3 separate regions of the Mus musculus genome follow, and regions 2 and 3 are each linked to region 1. A link is a contact called in public HiChIP or PLAC-seq data. All regions are on one chromosome and are shown on one strand. Each heading gives the region's core, a stretch centred on a gene start, on an enhancer-like site or on the middle of the called end of the contact. The rest is flanking DNA. Distances are from core to core; before and after follow the strand shown. Region 1 has its middle 46 kb from the start of Gm33053. Region 2 overlaps Neo1 (neogenin). Region 3 overlaps Neo1 (neogenin).

The links. HiChIP or PLAC-seq counts read pairs in DNA pulled down with a chosen protein or histone mark.
Region 2: a FOXA1 HiChIP or PLAC-seq map of pancreatic cancer cells shows a contact between it and region 1. The contact joins two enhancer-like sites. A contact is called at or near these places in 1 of 115 datasets of contacts at active chromatin or transcription factors (pancreatic cancer cells) and 1 of 9 other capture datasets (embryonic stem cells).
Region 3: a contact with region 1 is called in a FOXA1 HiChIP or PLAC-seq map of pancreatic cancer cells. The contact joins two enhancer-like sites. A contact is called at or near these places in 6 of 484 Hi-C or Micro-C datasets (the HL-1 cell line, brain, cerebral cortex and 3 more) and 2 of 115 datasets of contacts at active chromatin or transcription factors (embryonic stem cells and pancreatic cancer cells).

What each region holds. Positions count from the first base shown.
Region 1 is chr9:59,187,192-59,190,829 of GRCm38.p6, forward strand. No RefSeq gene overlaps it. Among named protein-coding and RNA genes, the nearest start is that of Gm33053, 46 kb to the right of the region's middle. Within about 2 kb of position 2,085, at least 80 of the 459 cell types and tissues checked have an H3K27ac peak or open chromatin away from gene starts, as enhancers often do. A contact at or near this core is called in pancreatic cancer cells, where this site is marked.
Region 2 is chr9:58,977,633-58,981,270 of GRCm38.p6, forward strand. Neo1 (neogenin) reads right to left here. Exons shown (of 28, transcript NM_001042752.1): 5 at 993-1,129. Among named protein-coding and RNA genes, the nearest start is that of Neo1, 57 kb to the right of the region's middle. Within about 2 kb of position 1,714, at least 40 of the 459 cell types and tissues checked have an H3K27ac peak or open chromatin away from gene starts, as enhancers often do. A contact at or near this core is called in pancreatic cancer cells, where this site is marked.
Region 3 is chr9:59,013,059-59,016,696 of GRCm38.p6, forward strand. All of the region lies in intron 1 of Neo1 (neogenin), which reads right to left. Among named protein-coding and RNA genes, the nearest start is that of Neo1, 22 kb to the right of the region's middle. Within about 2 kb of position 1,828, at least 8 of the 459 cell types and tissues checked have an H3K27ac peak or open chromatin away from gene starts, as enhancers often do. A contact at or near this core is called in pancreatic cancer cells, where this site is marked.

The DNA of each region.
Region 1 (3,638 bases), core at 835-3,334:
ACCACACACATACTTACACACACAAACACACACACTCACATACACACAGACACTCAGACACATACACACTCACACACAAACATACACACATACACACAAAGACACACTCACACACAAATACACACACACACACTCACACACACTCACATACACATAGACACTCAGACACATACACACTCACACACACACATACACACATACACACAAAGACACACTCACACACAAATACACACACACACACACTCACACACACTCCAAATGAGCATATTTCCACTCTGGTTTGCAATTCAGTTCCACATATTTCTTTGGCACAATGCAGTTTTATGGCTCCTTGGTTTAGGTGTTTGGGTTGTACCTGTTCAGAAAGTTCGGTAAGTTCTGTTGGCAGATTCACACACAGTCAGGAAGCTACAACTCGCTGCTCCCGGACACCATGTCCTGAATTCTCACCATTGTGGATGTTTATATCTGGATATATATTTATATCTGGATGTTTATGTTAAGCCAAATGCAATCTTCTCCAGGTTTTTCTGTCTTCAGAGCCTCCACTTACATCCTCTGCCAATCATGGAGACTGGCAGGCACCACCCAGGAGCCTGTGCCCATGTCCCTGCTCACTTGGAGCAACCCCACCCTGCTGTGGGCACTCTGAGTAAACAGATTCTGCAAGTGGACAGAAAACATGGCTGCTGAAATCCCCCGTCCATCTCTCTAGTGACCTTCATCTGTTGCCTGCTTAATGTGAAGTCTACCTGGTGATCCATTCAGGTCACCCTCCTCTCTTCAGGATGAGACTTTGTGTAAGCAACAGCCCATTTCCCAGTCCTCCTTCTTAGCCAATGCAACCCACATGTGAGGACAACCAGACTGGCTGTCCTGGGGAAGTTCACTTGGGTCCTGATCAACACAAACTCACTGCGACTAAGGGAAGCATACAGAAGAAGCCCCACCTGAAGCTGAGACCTCCAGCTCTGGTCACAAGCATCCTTTCCCTGCTTAGCAGAAGGGGTGGTCTTAGAAGATGATGTCTGCTCTTGAGACAGGTAGGCTGAATCACGAGGCTCTTTTCTGTAACAGAGGAGAATGAGTATCACTCACTAGTCCCTTGGTTAGAGACCTTTTGTTAAGGAATTCTATTTGCTCCTTTGCTCCTTGCTTTTAAGAGAGCCGCATTTCTTTGGGCACCAAGTCAGGCAAAGAAAGTTACAGACAGATTGCAAGCAGCCCATAGCGGCTGTCATGGGAAGAGGGATGAGAGGAGTCTGGGTGCTTTGTCCTTTTTAAGGAGAGCTATTCCGCTCCGGAGGAGAAAGCGAAACAGTGTGGCTAATGCTTTTAGTCATTTATTTTACTTCATTTTTTTTATTTTTTCATGCTAAATTTGGTAGCAAGCAAAGCTCTGGCCAGTCTCTTGGGGCTCACCCTGGCTCCAGGGAAGATAGTCTAAGTCTGGCAGGCCCTGAAATATGTCTGTAGCATTTGAGCAAATACCACAATGTTCTGGATAAGGGAGATGGTCTGTCACAACCATTAGAAATGCAGGCTTTGCAGACAGACCAACTGAAGGCTCCATTCTAGCAGGCCATTCTATGGAGCAGGTTTCCTCTGCCATAACTGTAGATAAAAATTCCTCTCACTGTCGTGAAGATTAAATTGGACAGTATGTGCAAAGAGACCCTTTGTTATTGTTACATTGTAAATAAAATTCACATCTTCCACAAACTCTTGTATGAAGGCAGCAGAGCTTATAGGGTAAAGACAGTGTCTCAGGATTGGCACCTGGTGACAACCAGGGACCCTAACTGAAGGATGCCGAGCCACCTGAGCCTGGCCAAAAAGACCTGAAACCTAGAACAACTCCAGGAGAGGGGTAAGGACTAGTTTTCTCCAGTAGACCACAGCAGCCCTTTGGGGGTTATAATACTATTCCTGGGATTCTGTCCACTGAGAGAGGCCATCTCAGGTCACAAGCACACTTCTGCTGGGTGTAATAGAGTTTGTTTGCTTGTGGTAAGGCCAGGAAGCGCCAAGGCGGGTAGCAGAGAGGCTGGCTGCCTTGGCTGGGAAGCCAAATGCTTGGCCAGTTGGGATGTTTCCAGAGAGTGAACTGGCCTGTCTTGGCTCTGTAGCCTCTGCTGCTGCCTACAGAACACCCCCCTGCAGCCAGCTGATTTTCTCATCGCTAGACTTCTAAATAGCGTGATTTATGACCACGCTCATCGGTGCTGGCCCCTGGGTGTACACACTTTCACTTCCAGCCGAGGAAGTGAATAATGAATTAATCACCCTGCCTCAGGTTCAATACGGAGCCGAGTGTTTGCAGATCTTTATTGTAGTGCACAAGCCAAGTCGATCTGCTCAATTTACACTCTTAATTCATTGGAGTTTGTGCAGTTCTGCCTGATTCTGGGAAGCTACAACCTCGTGGCTGCTTGGTCTCAGTGGTAGCCATCTTCTCCCTCCCAGCAGCCTCTCCTCATTGTCAAAGGCCTCTGGGTACTCAGAGAAGCCACAACAATTTCTTTAAGGCTGTACCATCCTAAATAGTATTTGGTAAGGCATTTCTCAGCATCCAAAGAGATGGGTGAAGGGTGTCATAATTTCCATTGCTGCAAAGAGACACTATGACTAAGGCAACTCTTATAAAGAAAACATTTAATTGGGGCTGGCTTACAACTGCAGAGGTTCAGTCCATTATCATCCTGGCAGGAAGCAAGGCAGTGTGCAGGCAGACATGGTGCTGGAGGAGCCAAGAGTTGTACATCTTGGTCCAAAGGCAGCCAGGAAAATACTATCTTCCACAGGCAGCCAGTAGGAGTGTCTAGAATTATTCAGTGGGCAGAGATTGAGCATAGAGACCTCAAAGTCCACCCCACAGTGACACACTTCATCCAACAAAGCCACACCTTCTAATAGTGTTCCTCCTCATGGGCCAAACATTCAAACACATGAGTCTATGGGGGCCAAATCTTTTCAAACCACCACAAAGGGCAACCCAGAAAGACATCTGTCATCAATTTCAGGCTTCACACACACACTTGCACACACACAAACACACACACACACACACACACACACACACACACACCCCAAAAGAAAAATTGAAAAACAAAGAAAATATTTGTTGAATGAACTGTCCTGGTTCTTACCAACACAATCGTCCATAAGAATTAATGGTGTGCAGTCATGGTTGCAGCAGGTCTCCTGTTCCCTTGTCTTAGTACTGTGGAACTTTGGGAGGAGTTTTTCCTAAGTCCCGGAGCTCATACAATCTGATTAATGAGATAGGGCTGACTGTTTTTCAAGTCATAGGAGCAGTAAGAGGCGAACATGGCCATTCCTAGCTTTGACCATTTTTCTTTACCTCCCAGACACCAAAGGCAGAATCAGATGCCTTTTACCACGTGCATGGAAAAGCAGGTAGACCTGGGACTCCCTGTGGAGCAGGCTAGCCCGGCGTCATCCTGATGGACTTGGAGGAGGGACATTCAGGCTGAGGACACCTTCTCCCTGACTGAGCTAGCTGAGATGCTCACCCCTACCCCATCTCATGTATCCTGTCTGGAACAGAAAGGAGGGGCAATACGAACAATGTAACTTCCGCCCTGTAGCATTTGGCTCCCGTAGGAACAGCTAGA
Region 2 (3,638 bases), core at 464-2,963, 210 kb before region 1:
ATAATGAAGGTCAGTAGTGAATGGCAGGATCCCACCTTAACCAGGACTGCTGAGTCATGCACACCACAAAACCCTAAAGTTTTGTCCATACCCATATGAAGAAAAGTTCCCACGAAGAGAAATAGTGAAGTAAAACCAGAAGCTAACAAGTATGAGAGATGTATTTAATTTGATGCTCCTAACAACAATTTCCGGGTTTGGGGGCATACATAATTCAGGACTTGAGAGGTGGAGGTCACTAGACTTCTTTATTTGTTCTTTGCATTATGGCCACTGAGTAAATCTTCTTTCTCTGCTTTTCACTGTTATTTTTCTCTTTAATTGGCCTGTTGAAGACAGGTGGCTAATCCTCGCTTGTTGGTGCTGCTAGGGTCAGGCTCTGATCCTGACAACTGTGGTCACAGTACTGCAATTAATAGTTGGACTTCATTCTTTTTTATTTCCTATTCTTGTGTCAATAACATGTTGGTCTGCAAGATGGTAAATTTTAATTATGTGAAACTTCTCTACAGTTTTCTCTAACAAACTCATTTCAGAAAGTGCTTTAACTGCTGAAGTGAAGAGGATGAGTTTAGATCCCAGAACCTACACAAACGTCAGGTGCACGTGGCAGCTCATCTGTAATTCCAGCCTTGGAAGGCAGAGACACAGAATCCCCACAGAAAGCTGGGTAGCAAGAGTAACCTCACCAGCAAGCTCTAGATTTGACTAAGAGACTCTGCTATCAGTCTCAGGACTAGACATGCACTCCCCAACATGTGCTCCTCAAACACATGTGAACATGCATACACACATACTGCATACACATATATGAAAAGAAAAATTTCTATTGCTGTATTTGTGAAATGCAGACTCAGAATTTGAATTCAAGTGATACGGTCTAGACGTTTGCATTTTAACGATTATGATGTACTGCCTTTCTCATATTACTGTTAATCAGTAGACCTGGACAGTAAACAACATTTTTAATTTCACAGTAAATATTTACATACCTTGCACAGTAAGCTCCGCCTGAGCTTCAACTGTCTTATTTCCATTATCAGCTATGCAAAAATAAGTCCCAGCATCATCCTCAGTGACATCACTGATCTCCAAGCAACCTCCTGCTAGCAAGACCAACCTGCCAGAGCTGGATTAAACACACAAACAAAACGATACATTTCAGCATGAGGAAAAGAATTCCTATGAGGCTTTTCCCATAATAGCACACAAACACTGTTATAGTGATGGCTACAAGCTGACTAAGATTAACAAAAAAATCATCAGAATTTAATTTGTTTGTTTTGCTCTTATTTTATATGCATAAATGCCACCGTGTACAAATAAATTTTCACAATCTCTGGCACTTCTAGCTATTCCCAAAGAGTTATTACTTTTATGACCAATTCAACTTCCTCCAGTGTATCGCTGTCTCCCTATTCTGGTCGCTTAATGGAAATTATGTATTTTAAAGTTTGCAACCAATCTAAGACCAACTTCACCACAGCTGCGCCATGATGAGATTACTAACAGGAAGAAAAATACAGAGGGCAAAATGTTAACTCAAGCAGCAAGTCACGAGGCGACGAGTCACGAGGTGACGAGTCATGAGGTGACGAGTCACGAGGCGACGAGTCACGAGGTGACGAGTCATGAGGTGGTGCCACCAACTGAAAGTTTCCTATGGTGACCTGGCTAGGAAATAGGAGGTGGGGATAGGGATGGGTTTGTATTTAAAAAAAAAAAAAAAAGACAGGAAGGAAAAGGGAAGGACAGATGCCACTGAGTAACTCCCAGGGTGTGTACTGGGCGCAAATCAGCCAACATCCATCACTCCATTTACAATAAAGATGATGAATACTTTCATAAATCTACGGTGATAGAAGCCTATTTACATAAAAAACAACAATCCTATAACAGAAATAATTGAAAATCAATATTCTCAAATTTTTCTAAAGTTAAAAAGTTTAGTTCATCTGGAGAATTATGAACTAGATCAATAGACAAAGATATCTGAACAAAGCAAGGAATATAAATCTACAGGTATGCAATTAAAGCAGCCACTTAAAGCTTTTTTTTATTTATTTCATTATTTTTTTAATTAGGTATTTATTTCATTTACATTTCCAATGCTATCCCAAAAGCCCCCCCCCCCTCCCCCACCCACTATTTATTTCACTATTGTTTCCAGGCTGGTGCTAACTAGAAATGAAGTCTTGAAAAGTGAAACTCTGAAGAATCCACTCCTGTACTTGATGGTCCTGGAAGCGTGAGCCAGCCATCACACCAGCCATCACACCAGCCATCACACCAGCCATCACACCAGCCATCACACCACCAAGCGTGAGCCATCACACCACCAAGAGCTGTAGTATGGTAAGCAAGCCCTTTCTTTGTCCCTGCACTCAGAACTACGGTCTTCTAAGAGAAGGTATTATCCAATCACTGACATATACTTTGTTGCTGCTCACCTCCTGCTTTAGCACTCATTCTTTGGGTTCCTCTACAAAACCATTTCCACATCCCTCATTCTATCTGCTTTTTTATATTAACATATACGAACAAATTTAAATGTTATCAATTCTAAGACATTTGTTTAAAAAAAAAAACCCTATAGTGATCTTGTGTGTTTGTTTTCAAAGATGTAATAAGGATGCCTAATGCTTACGATACCTTGTTTTTCTACATAGCCCAGCACTATTGAGATTTCTAGACATTTTCCCCTTTAATATTGAAATCTGAAATCTAAGTAATAAATTAGGCATAATCCGCCCACACTTCTCAGGTGCTGGCAAAAACAAAGACATTATGGATAACTACCTACATCCAACCTGAAGGACTTCTCTGTTTTATTACCTATTTCTGTTTCCTCATGTAACACTCAGTAATTCAGCCAAAAACACACTGCTGAACATTTGGCCTCCCCAGATAGAGAGGCCAGGATGGAGAGTGCTGACATCGCAATCTCCTTAAGTCTTGACGTTCTCTGAGGCAGTGACACAAGAAAGCAGCATTTCTCAGATTTTCCTCGACATACTCATAAGTATTTAAGTGCCTAGAGAACTAGAGGCAGAACAACCATGTACTTGTTCTTCAAAGTCTCCTGGTTTAGCCACAGAGTTCATAGAAATATTATTCACCATAATATATTCACGTTGGATTAAAAACCATTTGCTGTCAAAAAAAAAAATCTTCAAATAAAACTGGGGAAACGTGACTTTCCTACCATGATTTGTTTATATTGGTCACTTAGACTCTACCCTGAGAACTACCTTTCTATGAGAACAATTGTCTAATACTCCATATACAATATTAACCCCGTTCTGCCTCTCTCTAATCCCTGGAATACTGTATCTTGAGTTTCTTCAGAGTACTTATTATAACCTGACACATTGTATGTCTACTACTCTCTCATTCTTCTACTCTAAAAGCAAAAACTCTCTTTGCTACTTGGTTCTGAAGACCTAGGAATGTACCTCAAATATCATTCAATACTATTTGTTGAAGTCTTGCAGCAGTCACAGAAATTCTCCCTTCTATTCATTAAATAAAAATCATTCTGTACCTTAGTTATACCTTCATGGTGCTGTGGTGTGATGAACTACGTTTCATTCTAAGTGGGACCTCACATAAAGTATTACTGTAATTGTGCTGCATAC
Region 3 (3,638 bases), core at 578-3,077, 170 kb before region 1:
GTCACTATTCCGGTCTTTAATCCTAGCACAGCTTAGCTGTATTAATAAACCTGAGGATCAGTGAGGATAAGTTTTTTAAATATGTTATTATTGCCCCCCCACAAAATGCTTTAGTTCTATCAACTTTACTTTTTCTTGAGTTGATGACTATTCATTTTAGAAATACTACAATCAACAATACTCTTAAAAGCTCCCATCTCTCCAAACTAAATAGAAACATGCTTTCAAAGAAGTCAGAAGTTATGCAACTGATGAATATACAAATTTCATAATCTAAGAAGTCACCTATAATCTAAGAAGTCACCGTAAAACAAATTAGTCAAAATGTTCCTGTAGTAGTGTATTAAAGTAATATCTTCTCAACCAAAAAAAGGAGGGTAAGAAAATGCTACATATCCAGAGAGCTTAAGTAGAGCTTAAATAGTATTACAGTTCTAAAAGTTAACATTTGCTATACCATTTCACCACCAGGTGGCAGATACATACAACTTTCTAGAAATGTTATCAGGCCAATCAGAAAGGAATTTTAGGAAAAGCTAAGTAATTGTAAGCGTATTTGAAACTTAGCTGGTTAGCCAACCGCAGGCTGGATAGAACTGGCTCTAAAAATACTGCACTCTCCTTTAACTGTAAATAAGAGTCTCCAGACATGCAGAACACCCAGTCATGTTTAAGGAGAACAGAGCAAATACAATTTTAAAATGTGGTTATCTTCAGTGGTCATTCAAAATCCTCAGAAGTACAAGAGAGTTTTGAATCCAAAAGTGAAGAGAACAAGGGATGAAAAAGAAGGGACAGAAAGAGCCAGAGGATGAGAAAATGAAGTAGAGAGAAGAATCATCTTCCAAGCTAACACGCTGTGACAGAGAAACCGAGACTTATATCTTTACTCTGTGTTCAGAGAAAGGCTCACTGATAAAACTCCTAACTCTTAAGCGATCTGTTAATTAACACAATGACTCAATTTTTTCAATAAAACGATTCTGAAATTATATTACTAAATTTCTGAGTAAAATATACTATCTTGGGATTCCTTATTTAATTCAAAATGCTACTGAAACCACTACTTGAAAATGTATCTTTAAATCCAAAGACAGCACCTTAACGTACTCACTACCTTGGCCCTGATGCCAGAGAAAGCATCCCTGGCCACTCCACACTCTATAGCAGTGGTTCTCAACCCTCCTAATACAGTTCCTCATGTTGTGGCAACCCCCAACCATAAAATTATTTTCACTGGCACTTCATAACTATAATTTTGCTACTGTTATGAATAGTAATGCAAATATCTGTGTTTCTGATGGCCTTAGGAGACCTCTCTGAAAGGACTGTTCAACCCCCCCAAAGGAGTCACAGCCAAGAGATCAGAGCTGCTGCTCTATAGTCAACTGCTCGGCTTCCTCATTAGCGCTTCCTTCACAGTATTCTTCACTAAACTTTCCTCAGCTTCATTTAGAAATGGACACTAAACCTCTACCATCGTCCAAACTGGTTTGGGTTTTGAAAGGTTTGACCCCATACATAATTCAGAAGGGGGAATCAAATCCTCAATTTAGCACAATTTACAGGTGCAATATCTAACTACCAAATGCAATGTTGGGACCTCTCACAGGTTCTAGAAGAGGCTCATCCACGTGACGGGATCCAGAGCTTATCACTCAAGGGTAAAGCTGCTTCTGACATAAACAGAAGAAAATGCAAACTAAACTCAGCTTGTTAAAAACACGTGTAATAATTCCATTCAAAAAGGAAAAACACAGGCTAGTCACAGTGACCAAAGATTCTATAGCAAAGTGGGAAATTAATGACTAAGACAAACAACCAAGAAGTGACCAGAAAGCAAGGCATGGGAAGAAAACTCAGTCATACTACTGGCTTGCTTCACACGCCAGAGGTGAAAGGCAATCAACTCCTGCAGGTCTCCCCAAGACCAGGGTCCCTCCTGAGTTAGTCACATATTGATTTCAGATAGTTCTCACATTTTTCTCTGATAAAGATACTCAAAAGGGGTTGAGGTAGGAAATAATTCAAACAGCTACAAGAAATTGTTAACATTTATGCATTCTATATTCCATTATTCTACACAGTTCAAGGTCCCCAACAGTACTAGAAGCTGCCAAATCTTTCATTCCTTCCACTAGTACAAACTATATTGATATACTAAAAAGTCTCAACTGCTTATCTGAATGAACAAGAACAAAAGTTCTTGCTTCCTAACGACTTCCTGAATATTTTATTATCGTTTCCTCTCAGGAAATTTATTCACTCTTTGTAGCTCCAACACTAACAGTTGACTTCTGAAGGGAAACTATTTAACATCAACAAAGTTCATAGAAAAGATTATCTCCACTAACAGTTGTTTAATTTCACATATGAACGAAAAATACAAATTAAAAATACACATGAGAAACTAGGCCTGTAGCTGAGTTCATACTGTGCTTGCCTAACAAGTGGGTAGCACTAGGTTTAAGCCCAGTACCATATAAACGGGTGTGGTGATGCACACCCATGATCTCAGGATGATGGGGTGAAGGAGCAGGCATTTAAGACCATCCTCTACTACACAGAAAGCTAGAGGCCAGCCCAAACCACATGAACCACACACACACACACACACACACGTCAATACCAAATCAAAACCACATGATTTCTACAACAAATGTACAGAACACAAAACAAAGGGAGACATTTAAACTACACATTTTTCTCTAACTAGTAAAATGTAAAATAAATAATAAATAATAAATTAATAAATAAAACCATTGATATATTTGTTAAAATCTACACCTCTACTATGCCTACATTTCAATATCTCATTGAAAAGCCCTAAAAGATTTATGAGTAAACTTGGACCATTTTACTCATTAACAAGAACTATATTGGTATTATTTTTCAGGAGAAAAGCATGTATAGAAATTATCCTGTAGAATTTAACTCCAGGATCTCTTGGGGTGGGGGTGGGGGAGCCCTAATATTTACTTCTAAGTTGACCAACATAGGTCTACTGTATGACATAACAGCTTACAATGCATGCCAGCTCTTCACTGTAAAACCTCTGTTCTTTGGAGCAAAGGGTAGCACGCTAAATGACCAGTAGCAATAATAGCTTAAAACCAAGTCAGTTAGGGCACTCTACCATAGCACTTCTGTTTTCCTTTCTCCTTAGAATAGGGGAAGCAGCTTTAAGTACACAGATAGGACAAGAGCTACTGCACTTTGGAGATCAAAGGAACTCTAGGAAGGAAAATACTACACAGTTTAGTACTTTATAATTCTGGCCTGTTTTCAAATTCTTGCTAGTAACTTACTGGGAATATAACCACAAATAAATGACTTATTACATATAACACACACTTTAAAAAAATTAAAAAAAAAAAAAAAAGGATAATGTCTTCCATAGCCCTGAGTGGCCTAGAACTCACTATGTACACACCAGGCGGGCCTCAGACTTGTGGCAATTGTTCTGTCGCTGCTTCTCAAGTGCTTGGATTACCAATGTAAACTACCACCCTGGCTGGCTATGTTAACACTCTTCATAAGTCCCTGGCACATAGTGCTTTACACATGAGAAAGAAAACACAGAGAGGTTAACCAACTAGCCTAAGATCTTCCCTCTTCTAACTTAGGACTTCTAGTAC